Linked DNA regions of Salmo salar: region 1 is linked to region 2. The links are chromatin contacts, called in public Hi-C maps. All regions are on one chromosome and are shown on one strand. Each heading gives the region's core, a stretch centred on a gene start, on an enhancer-like site or on the middle of the called end of the contact. The rest is flanking DNA. Distances are from core to core; before and after follow the strand shown. Region 1 overlaps aig1 (androgen-induced 1 (H. sapiens)). Region 2 holds the start of hivep2a (HIVEP zinc finger 2a).

Evidence for each region. A called contact is a pair of places that touch in the nucleus more often than the background predicts.
Region 1: a Hi-C map of muscle shows a contact between it and region 2, with 2.4 times the contacts expected there. The contact joins the enhancer-like site here to the promoter of hivep2a in region 2. A contact is called at or near these places in 2 of 3 Hi-C or Micro-C datasets (gill and muscle).

What each region holds. Positions count from the first base shown.
Region 1 is chrssa15:40,399,277-40,405,640 of Ssal_v3.1, reverse strand. All of the region lies in intron 3 of aig1 (androgen-induced 1 (H. sapiens)), which reads right to left. Among protein-coding and RNA genes, the nearest start is that of adat2, 20 kb to the left of the region's middle. Within about 2 kb of position 4,315, at least 4 of the 13 cell types and tissues checked have an H3K27ac peak or open chromatin away from gene starts, as enhancers often do. A contact at or near this core is called in muscle, where this site is marked.
Region 2 is chrssa15:40,355,432-40,361,395 of Ssal_v3.1, reverse strand. hivep2a (HIVEP zinc finger 2a) reads left to right here and starts at 3,511. Exons shown (of 12, transcript XM_045695719.1): 1 at 3,511-3,918.

The sequences.
Region 1 (6,364 bases), core at 3,066-5,565, 43 kb before region 2:
ACCATGTCCTGGTCACACAAATGAAGCTCCCTAAACACTACTGAATTGCGCTCATGACACACACACACACACACACACACACACACACACACACACACACACACACACACACACACACACACACACACCTCTTAGGTGTGGGTGTAGACTGAGGCTTACCCAGTCACAGTGAGTATCCTCATGCCATAATGCTGTACAGTGTGTTCCTTACGACCTCATTCAAAATGATGAGTAGGTCCTCACAGCTGGCCTCTCTCTCTCTCTCACACACACACACACACACACACACACACACACACACACACACACACACACACACACACACACCTCTTATCTTTGACCAGGCTCTCATAATGGCATATCGATGTAACAACATTTCAGACCATCACCATCAGACGGTGGACAAATGCTGTATTTGCCCCATTTCAAAGTTCATCTACGTTACCCTACCTTTCTAGACTACCTCAATTTTCTTAGTGAGACTGAGGACATCTGTATGCATTTTAGTAAATGTCTCTGTAATTTGGTAGGGCAACACGATTAAGACAAACTGATTGTTGATCTTGGAGATGAACAATAGAATTTCATATTGTTTTAATAATAATGAAGAAAGTGACACACCCTAAATCTTTCAACCAGCCACGTCAGGCAAGCAGTGTTTCAATTACCTACTGACTCTATGCGCTTCCACAGGTCTCATCCACAGGTCTCATCCACATGTCTCATCCACAGGTCTCATCCACAGGTCTCATCCACAGATCTCATCCACAGGTCTCATCCACAGATCTCTGCCCACTGAGGCACACATCTACACTCTTCTCCCACACGCATACACACATAGTCACACACCCACACACACATACACTTACACTCATCACCATGCAAACACCCACTCACAACGTACGCTGCTGCTATAGCGATAATTATTACCATTGGTATATATCCTGCTACTAGTCACTTTTACCCCTGTGTACATGTACAGACCTACCTCAATCCCTCCAGTACCCCTGCACATTGGAATCTGGTACTCACCTTCTCCTGTTTTTTATTTGATTTTATTCTCTCATATTTCTCTTGTTTTTTTTTCTTCTATATCATTACTTTTATTCTGCATTGTTGGGAAAGAGCTCCAAGTAAGCGTTTCACTGTGCTGTTTTACACCTGCTGTATCCTGTGCATGTGAAAATAAAGACACTAGGGGATTGATGGTGACATGTGGGGGAGATAGACACAGCCATACATCTCTCCAGTGCTACAGCCTGAGAGTGAACCTTGACGCACGGCAGTTCCACGCAGCTGCTGGAAGTGCAAATGAGGTAAGAAGTACCTCATCTCCACAGAGACATTACATACTCCCTTTCAGGAGAGAGAGGAGCTTTTCCACCGCTCCGCTCTCCTGGATTTGTAAATGTTCCCAGGGAGAGCGTGCTGTGCTGTGCATGGTTTGTGTCAAAGTCAAAGTCTCGCTCGCTTATCTATCTGTCTTCCCCTCTCACTTGCTTTTGAGCTATCTCAATCTCCCTTTTCTCTAATATAAACGCGTAGGCAAGGAGACATGGACACTTTTTCAGACAGAGTTCATCTAAACGCTCAGGCAAGAATAACCTCTAGATTTACAGTATGGGTTTACTTGAGCGGTAATGGCCATCATCGAAGGGCCAAGCAGGATTAAGCGGAGTAGTGCAGAGAGGGTAGAGAGAGTTTAGTCAGCACTGCTGAGAAGAGTTCTCCCACAACAGACCCAGGCCAGTGAAGGAAGGTGGTTTTAACACAGGCTCCAAGAACAACCCTCCCCGCCAATATCACTCACACTTAATCTATTTTGACTTGCCATATAAAAACCATGTCCATGATGAGCTTTGGTCTCATGCTTCCTGACAATGCTTATTAATTCATGCAATGGAGAGGTCTATGATTTCCATTGAACATGTTGCTTGGCAGATGCCCTAGTCCACAGTGAAGATACCCTGGAAGCTACTTAGGCTCTCCGTATCCCCACAGAGCAATTAGGGTGAAATTTATCACACAAGGCTTTCACAGCTGTAGCCTGGTTGGGATTTGAACCCGACACCCTGCGGTCAGGAGTGAGAATGCCTCAGCTACTGGTGCTTCTATTGTCATTGTTGTCTGCTACTGCTATCCAAGTGCTGGGGACATATTTTGAGGACCTCTGAGTGTATGCTATGTAAAGTATGGTAATTACCATAGCCACCACACACAATGGACAACCAGAGAACAAATAAATAGACAACAAGAGAGGGCTTCACTTCTGAAGCCACAAAGACTCCTGCCTTTCCATTGCTGTCACGACTGACTCCGTTACATTAGACTATCCATACACAAATGAATTGCTTCAGACAGGAAATGCCACATACTCAAAAAAGATTACAATGCATGCAATGCATTAGTCTTGGCATTGAGCTCTGCTCCTTTGGGGTAGCTCACTGCTAGGGCATGCATCATGGTAAGATAATAACAATTACAGGCAGTGAGCAAAGAACGCTGTGCAAATCCCTGTGACCGAAACAGTGGGAAAGCAGGAAACAGACATGCGTGGCAGGTAAAGCATGTTACAACAATAGCATGCCATCAGCAACACCAGCGCATAGCTTGTGCGCGGCAGCCATCAGAGAATGTGTGTGCAGAACTTGATTGACTAAATAGACAGCCATGTTAAGGTAGAGCGAGGAATCTGATTGGTGCAATATCAGCTGATGCGCTGTGGTAATAACTCGAAGTGACAATGAGAATGTAAGTATGTACAAACACTGGGGACACGGTGTCTTTCCTTACCCCCCCCTATGGTGAGTGAACCTTCAGTAGGTTAGCTGACATTGGGAGGTGAGAGCGACCCTCCCCTCAACCTCTTCTGTCACTTTGTCACGTCCTGGCCAGTAAAAGGGGTTATTTGTCATTGTAGTTGGTCAGGGCGTGGCAGGCCTCTAGTGCACCTGCCCAGCCCAGTACGTCCTGTTCCTGCTCCTCGCACTAGCCCTGGGGTGCGTGTTACTAGTCTGGCGCCTCCAAAGCCAGTCCCACGCATTAGGCCTCCAGTGCGTCTGCCCAGCCCAGTACGTCCTGTTCCTGCTCCTCGCACTAGCCCTGTGGTGCGGGTTACTATTCTGGTGCCTCCTAAGCCAGCCCCACGCATCAGGCCTCCAGTGCGCAGCCCCAGTCCAGAGCTTCCGGCGACAGTCCCCTGTCCAGAGCTCCTCAGCCCTGAGCCTCCAGAGACGCTCCCCAGCCCGGAGCCTCCAGCGACGCTCCTCAGCCAGGAGCCTCCAGCGACGCCCCACAGCCAGGGGCCTCCAGCGACGCCTCTCAGCCCAGGGCCTCCAGCGACGCTCCCCAGTCAGGAGCCTCCAGAGACGCTCCCCAGCCCGGAGCCTCCAGCGACGCTCCCCAGCCAGGAGCCTCCAGTGACGCCCCTCAGCCAGGGGCCTCCAGCGACGCCTCTCAGCCCGGGGCTTCCTGCGACGCATCTCAGCCCGGGGCCTCCAGCGATGCCACGCAGCCCAGAGTCTGCTGAACGGGCGCTACGGCCAGGACCAGAGCCACCTCCGTGGTGGGAGGATTGGGAAGGGGAGGGGGGGGTTAAGCACAGGAACTGTCGTTGACGGTGGCCACCCTCCCTTTAGGTTTGGGGTTGTTTTTGTGGGTTTTGTTTTGAGGTGCATTCGGGGTCTGCACCTTTGGGGGGGGGGTACTGTCATGTCCTGGCCAGTAAAAGGGGTTATTTGTCATTGTAGTTGGTCAGGGCATGGCAGGGGGTGTTTGTTTTGTGTGGTTGGGTATTGTGGATTTAGGTTCTAGTTTTCTTATTTCTATGTTTTTCTAGCTTTTCTAGTTCTATGTGAGTTTTGTCAATGACCTCCAATTAGAGGCAGCTGGTTGTTGCTGTCTCTAATTGGAGGCCATATTTAGTTGTGTTTGTTTTCACTGGGTTTTGTGGGTGGTTGTTTCTAGTATAGTCTATGCAGCTTACTGGACTGTTTTCGTCGTTTGTTTTGTGTTGATTAAGTGTTTTCTTTAATAAATAAGAGGATGAGCACTTTACCCGCTGCGTTTTGGTCCCCCTTCAACGACAAGCGTTACACACGTATAGATAGAGTATGAATTATTGACTGGGCTCTCAGTTCCCTTTCTAATCAGTGACAAGATGCCTGACATGCTTAAGTCACTTATTTCACCCTGTGTACTTAGTGTCATGAGCTCTCCCCCTTCTCCCCTCCCTCCCTGCCAGGCCAGCCCGTGTGTGTGCTGCCGTCAGGGCATTGTGGGATTGTGGACACCAGAGTTATTTTGCTGCAGTGGGCGGGATGGGATGCCTGTTGGCCTAGTGAAGGGCTCCCAGAGGGTATTGGGTGACAGAAATAGCGCTCCCTCCCAAGGTCGGGTGTAGAGTTCCCCCCCCCCCCACACACACACACTGCTCCCTCCCTCCAGCCGCACTCCACCACCTGCCCACCCTCCGCCAACCCACGCAACACACTCTCAGCAGCTCCCAGTCAACAAAGGGCTCACATGACCCCGTAGCCCCTCTTCCCCCGTCAGCAACGCAATCTCTAGAAAATACCTCCAGGGGTATGCTCATTCTCATTATACCACAAACACCAAGGCGTATAAGGACAACCTGTTTGGTTTGTGTCCCTGCTCCTCTCCTTTCAGCTCCTCTCAGTCTGGACAGGGTGGAAATCAATTGATATGGCCGGACGGTGCATTTTTCAACCCCCGCCCCCATGTTTGTATCCAGGATTTCAAATGACTCCGTCATGTTTTATTTTAGCCCTGTTTTATTTTACCCCCCCCCCCCCCCCACGAATCTAATGTGACAGTCCCTGTCTCTCTCTCTGACCACAAGATTGAGGAGCTCTCAGAGACCTATGATCTGGATGCCAGTACTGTCTGTGGAAAATCCCCTCTTACAAAAAAAAGCGCAAGTCACTCAAGTGGTCCAGGGCTAAAACAGGATAGGCCATGTCAAACACAAACACTGGGGAGAAAGAAAGCGAGAGGAAGAGAGGAGCAGGTCTCACTGCGCTCTGAAAACGCCAAGGAGCAGATAAGTGAGAAAGCCAAGTGTCAAGACTTCACATTCGTATTATGCGTTGAGGAGCCAACGCGCAGCGTTGAATGCGCGGATGCATCACACCTCACCTGCTGCCATCCCACCAACAGGGTTGTGAACGCATTCTCACAAATGTTTGGAAATGTACTGCTAAAGCAGACTTTGTAATTCAACCAAATAAAAAATTGTGTTTCTCTAACCGATTTACTCACGCAGTAAGCTTTACACCGGCTTTGGGAACAATGGGCAAAAAAGCAAGCTGTGAAACGGCCATCGTTCACTGAGTCGAGATGAGTAAATATTTTCCCAGTTGTCAAGGATGAGCTAGTGAGCCAGCTATGCGCCCGTTTTAATGACAGGGTTTGGACGGGGGAACTTAACTTAGTAACTTTTCCAGGCTCAATGTGGCCGGCGACTCAATCATGATATTGTACACCACTGCGCCTCAAACTGCCCTGAAATATTAGCATCCAGGAAAATTGACCTGCAATTATTGATCTTTTTTAAGTAATCCCCCAGCAGTCTGCAAACCAGAAAGACATAGCAGTGCAGAGAACACTTTTGTTTTTCTGGTGGAGAATCAATACCATTGAACACTCGTGTTCTCTCTATCTTCCCTCTCAGCCTCTCTTTTTTTCGGTGTCTCTCACTCACTCTCTCTTTCCTTCCCTCCCTGGGTTGTTGGAGAAGTTGGTTTGGTTCTCTCCGGCTAACTGAATCTGTCTCTCTCAGACACCGTGCACATCTGTTCTCCCGCTTCACACACAGCTGGCCCAAGCAGCAAGGTAGAATCAGATTATTTTCAGCAAAATTTCCCCTCAAAATGTTCTCCCGTGGTAAGCATCTTGTCATGTGTCAGTGTGCAGCGGGTAGGACGGAGTCAGGCGCAGAACACAGAACTGAGTAAAAACGTACTTTACTCGCAAATAATCACAAACTAATTCCTTTCAGGGAATAATAATCCAGCTCAACACAGAAGTGCGACCACATAACAAAGAACAAACACGCACAAAACCATGTGGGAACCAGAGGGTTAAATAGGGAATAAATTATAACATAATGGATACCAGGTGTGTACAATCAAGACAAAACACATAGAAAAAGAAACGTAGATCGGTGGTGGCTAGAAAGCCGATGACGTCGACCGCCGAACACCGCCCGAACAAGGAGAGGCACCAACTTCAGGTGGAAGTCGTGACACATCTGCATGGCAGACAGGGCTCTGAGAGCACTACATTAAAGTGTTTAACAATGAGTTGCCTCTCTGTTTTCACTTAAATAAGGTCAGTCAGGAGC
Region 2 (5,964 bases), core at 2,262-4,761:
ACTGTTCTAACATGCCTTTTGGGGTGAAGAGGACAGGTTCTTTCTCTTGGTGTTTTTTCACCAGAGATAGTTTAAGGGGTTTTAGTAGCAGTGCTGGTTAACGTTTTTAAAATGTTATGTTGGATAACGTTTTGCTTTTTTATGTATCATGTATTTATGCATGTGAGTCCTATTGACGTATAGGTACGGTATCTCTTACAAGGCAGCCCTTGAGCAGTATGACAATATTACTCCTAGAAGACCAGCCATGATTTAAAGACAGTTAGTTTAGGGCCATGGGAGCTGATCTCCCTTGGGAATGGCTTTCTAAAGATTACAGAGAGGAGGTCTCCATGGGGAGTCCCAAGCCACAGCTGATATGATATGGCCATGAGCTACCAGAGACTGTAAGCCACTCTTGTTCTAGCTGATAATCCACTTAACTCTATATATGTACAGCGCACACACACACACACACACACGCACACACACGCACACACACACACACACACACACACACACACACACACACACACACACACACACACACACACACACACACACACACACACACACACACACACACACACACACACACACACACACACACAGGACCAGGGCCCAGGCCAAAGAAAGTATAGGCTGTATTAGACACACTCACTTTCATTGAGGAGTTGTGTTACCTCGCTCCTAGAGACTGACTCGTGTTTACCAAAAGAGGATGAGTTCACTGGATGTCTCATGATGGCTGTTGTGGTAGAGGTGGTCTGCTTATTTATAGACATTCACTCTTGAGATAATATCTAGAATCAAATCAATCATTTTGTGTTTGAATAATTAGGGCTCTCGAAATGACTGGAATACCCTATGTGAGGACTTTGGCCAGCAAGGCTATGTCCCTAATACTTACGTTACACTTACCTTTGTAACTACCATGTGATTGTATTGGGTTTTAGCTTCAGATAATGTAGGGTGATCCTATTGTTGTTCTATTGATGCACATGCAGTCTAACATAGGCTACATAAGTAGCATCTGATGTTATTCTGTTTTTATAATGCATGGTGACCATAGTCTCATACAGATGAAACCATTAGCACCCATAGGCTTCTTCATTTCCCCCTCACTTTGTTTTTTTGCTTCTGAACTACCAATGGACTGCCGTAGACTGTTGATAATGAATGGACTTTTCATTTTAGTAGCCTAAATCATTTTGTAATTGTTTAAGGGGTTGCTGAAGTATACAGCTCAAATAGGGGATGGGGGCGGGGTATGTTGTCCTCAGGTCTCCCCACTGGAAGCCCGAGGTAGGGGGGGCAGGGGAATCTATCAAATAGCTCATCTCTAACTTTGTACAGTACTAATGCAATTAGTAAAATCAGTCATACTACGAAATGCTACCAAATAAACCACAATTCATTCATAATACTGTGAATATATAGTTTCACAGACATATTGTATTTTTTTCTGGTTTGTGTGAAATCGGTAAGAATAATATACACTGCTCAAAAAAATAAAGGGAACACTTAAACAACACAATGTAACTCCAAGTCAATCACACTTCTGTGAAATCAAACTGTCCACTTAGGAAGCAACACAACGCTGTTGTGCAAATGGAATAGACAACAGGTGGAAATTATAGGCAATTAGCAAGACACCCCCAATAAAGGAGTGGTTCTGCAGGTGGGAACCACAGACCAGTTCTCAGTTCCTATGCTTCCTGGCTGATGTTTTGGTCACTTTTGAATGCTGGCGGTGCTTTCACTCTAGTGGTAGCATGAGACGGAGTCTACAACCCACAAAGTGCCTCAGGTAGTGCAGCTCATCCAGGAATGCACATCAATGCGAGCTGTGGCAAGAAGGTTTGCTGTGTCTGTCAGCGTAGTGTCCATGGAGGCGCTACCAGGAGACAGGCCAGTACATCAGGAGACGTGGAGGAGGCCGTAGGAGGGCAACAACCCAGCAGCAGGACCGCTACCTCCGCCTTTGTGCAAGGAGGAGCAGGAGAAGCACTGCCAGAGCCCTGCAAAATGACCTCCAGCAGGCCACAAATGTGCATGTGTCTGCTCAAACGGTCAGAAACAGACTCCATGAGGGTGGTATGAGGGCCCGATGTCCACAGGTGGGGGTTGTGCTTACAGCCCAACACCGTGCAGGACGTTTGGCATTTGCCAGAGAACACCAAGATTGGCAAATTCGCCACTGGCGCCCTGTGCTCTTCACAGATGAAAGCAGGTTCACACTGAGCACGTGACAGACGTGACAGAGTCTGGAGACGCCGTGGAGAACGTTCTGCTGCCTGCAACATCCTCCAGCATGACCGGTTTGGCGGTGGGTCAGTCATGGTGTGGGGTGGCATTTCTTTGGGGGCAGCACAGCCCTCCATGTGCTCGCCAGAGGTAGCCTGACTGCCATTAGGTACCGAGATGAGATCCTCAGACCCCTTGTGAGACCATATGCTGGTGCGGTTGGCCCTGGGTTCCTCCTAATGCAAGACAATGCTAGACCTCATGTGGCTGGAGTGTGTCAGCAGTTCCTGCAAGAGGAAGGCATTGATGCTATGGACTGGCCCGCCCGTTTCCCAGACCTGAATCCAATTGAGCACATCTGGGACATCATGTCTCGCTCCATCCACCAACGCCACGTTGCACCACAGACTGTCCAGGAGTTGGCGGATGCTTTAGTCCAGGTCTGGGAGGAGATCCCTCAGGAGACCATCCGTCACCTCATCAGTAGCATGCCCAGGCGTTGTAGGGAAGTCATACAGGCACGTGGAGGCCACACACACTACTGAGCCTCATTTTGACTTGTTTTAATGACATTACATCAAAGTTGGATCAGCTGATAAATTGGATTTCCATTGATTATTTTTGTGTGATTTTGTTGTCAGCACATTCAACTATGTAAAGAAAAAAGTATTTAATAAGATTATTTATTTCATTCAGATCTAGGATGTGTTGTTTAAGTGTTCCCTTTATTTTTTATATTTATATAGTTTTAAATGTTATGATTATTTATTTTTGTTGTTCCATATGTCTGAATAAAAATTACAGGTTTATTTGGGTGGGGGTGGGTGGGTGGCTGAAGGGGGAGGTTCGCCCTGGGAGCCATACAAGCTGGAACCGCCACTGCATGCAGAGAATCATTTTCACTGGAATATATGAAGAGGCAGAATAAATAAACGGGTTGCATATTGTACCCTGAGAATAAAGAGTGTTTACACCATTATTGAATTACATTCACTGAGGCAACAGTGACTGTAGTGAGGCACACAGTAATTGCACCATGGTATTTTATAAGATATGCTAGAGAAATATTTTTATATGAATAGAGGCTAGAATAAATAAGTGAAAATACATCAAATTGGGCCTCGCATGAAATGTACCCTGTCTGTTTGCGTGTCACGTCGCCGGGCGCGCCGCTGAGGGAGTTCCCTTTGTGCAGAGCTCGGTTGAGAGGGGGACGGGGCCGGATTCTCCCTGTCCCTCTCCCTCCTCACACTGCTTCGCTCCATGGCTTCTGCCTCTCTCTCTCTGGGCCGAGCTGGGGGATCCGATGACGTCACGTACCAAACACTGTCTCATACTCCTCTCTCTCTCTCTACCTCTGTCTTTCGCTCTCCCCCTCTCTCAGATGTTCTATTCTGGGAAGTTGTGCCAGGAATAATAGCTTCGGCGTCTTCCTCACAAACTGAAAAAATCGTGTCGAAGAGGATGTTTTACTCCCAACTTGTCTTCATTTAGTAGCAGCATAAAGGCTTTAGAATAGTCATACGGAAGTCGATCTTTTTTTTGTGCTAATTCTTGTTTAATGTTTCACTCTTGAGTCTTGGACGCTTTTATCCGACAATTAGCGAAGTGTCAAGAGCGTTGTCATAGGTTGTAATTTATTTGGGATTTTACTGGACGTGGGTTTTTGCACGGCACCTGAAGTGTGACACGGTAAGTGACTAAATAGAAGCTGTCAGTTGGCTTCCAGTGTACAATTTAGGTGTTTTTTAACGAAAAATCTATCGTGTTTGTTCTGTTTATTACGATAGCTATGTGGGGAATACCCAGTGCTTGCATGCAGATTAGGAATGTTGCATAATATCCTAAGGAATTTGCACAGCCAATGCAGCGGGCAAACGGCTTGTAAACCTAGCTACAGTATGAAGCTGGATTCATGGCAGGAAGATTGTGTTTCTCTCTCTCTGCAGAACAGTCAAGGCCATGTACACCCCTCTGTCATTGTCACCTATCTGTATATAGTGTTGTATCTGTGTTGACTGTTGTGGTCTGTAATTCTATGTACGTCGTATGTTTCTGTGCTTGAATGTGTGTGTGTCTATGAGAGGGACGGTGGGTGGTACGCTGGCCCGTTCCGGGAATGTTCCATGACGTGTTCGCCGTCAAGATCGGGGCCCATCAAGGGGGTTCTCTGCCGCTGATCGTCTCCGTCTTTCTGGTGAAAATACAATATTAACATGGGAAAAAAAGTGACTTTATTTATGTTTCGTAAATCAGACGTGGAGCCTATTAATTAGACAGATATTACGCATGGACTGGGCATGGGTTATTTATGCATCATATTACCCAGCTTTAGCCAATGCACAGAGCTAGTGATGTTAAAAGTTTAATTTTCTCCTTTGCTTATTTATTTTGTTCAATAGTCTAAATGTTATTTCCTCTCAACCATTTGCTCAACATGCATTTCTATTATCATATTTTCCTCATAGAAAACAAATATTTCAAAGGCTTTTTATTGGAAGGTACTCAAGAGAGATCAGTTCTCTTGTGCATACAGTATCAGTCTATAAGATTATACATTTTACGTTTAACATCCCGCCTCGCTGTTCTTATGCTTGAACCAACTGAACCAATTTACCTGGTGTGCCCTCAAACTGTACATATTGTCACTCCATATTTCATTCCGTCTATCAGCACAGCAGAACTACCCATCAAAATGCAACAGGTTCTCCCATGAGACATTCATGTCAATGGATGTGCTCAAAGCCTTTGCCTCCATGGTAACATCCTATTAACATGGTACCCCAATTGAGGCCTATATCACCCGGTGGTAGATCTGAATCTGTTTATCCTACAATACCTTCATTTAGATATCCTACATTGCTTTATTGCAGATACAGCTATAACCTACAGTCCCATCATTGTAATTCACCTTTGTTGAGCATGATATGAATGGATATAATTCAGGTTAGCCACCACCAGCCAAAGGCAGGGAGCAGTAGAGCTGCACTGTGGATATCCATCAAGCACTGGGAATTAATTCTGAAAGACCAACCTACGTACTGTATCATCTGTCCCACAGCAGCGATGTAGGAGAGAAATGGGATATCTTTTATCATACTGCACATACATTGTATTGTGTCTTTCGCTGTACCAGCAACCTGACTGTGAGAGGAGGACAGAGAGGTTGTGAGCCTGGAATACAGAACGGAAGCTATATGATATTACACAATTTTACAGTAGGCACTTAGCAGTGGATGAAGAACTCTACCCATCTGTTTGTGTATGGACGGTTTCTGTTTTGTGCCTCTGGTTAGGGAGCTGGCCTATTGTGAATCTTTCTTTCAGCTCTACTGTAGATTCATCAGTCCCAATATACCCATAAGTGGCTTTCCTGTACTGTGCAGAGACACTGTGGATCATTTGGCACTTGCAGGTTAATGATACAGTCACACCTTCTGTGGTGGGGTAAATACATCGTCGGCTACTGTCCCTCTCTGCCTTTGAGCTACGGCCCTGAATACACACAGAACACGGGACACACACAGCCTGGAAAGAGGTGGTCCACTTTGCACCTTTGTCATTGTGGAAGATTCACTCTCACGTCATAATTTCAAAGGACAACCCATGTAACACATTTAATGACTTGATATCCCAGAGAGGGATTGGAAGGCCATGATATCTCAACCTGACTGGTGGTTCTGCGTGTATTACGTGTAGTGTATAGCTCTGGGGTGCTAGGTTATTACTGAGCATGGA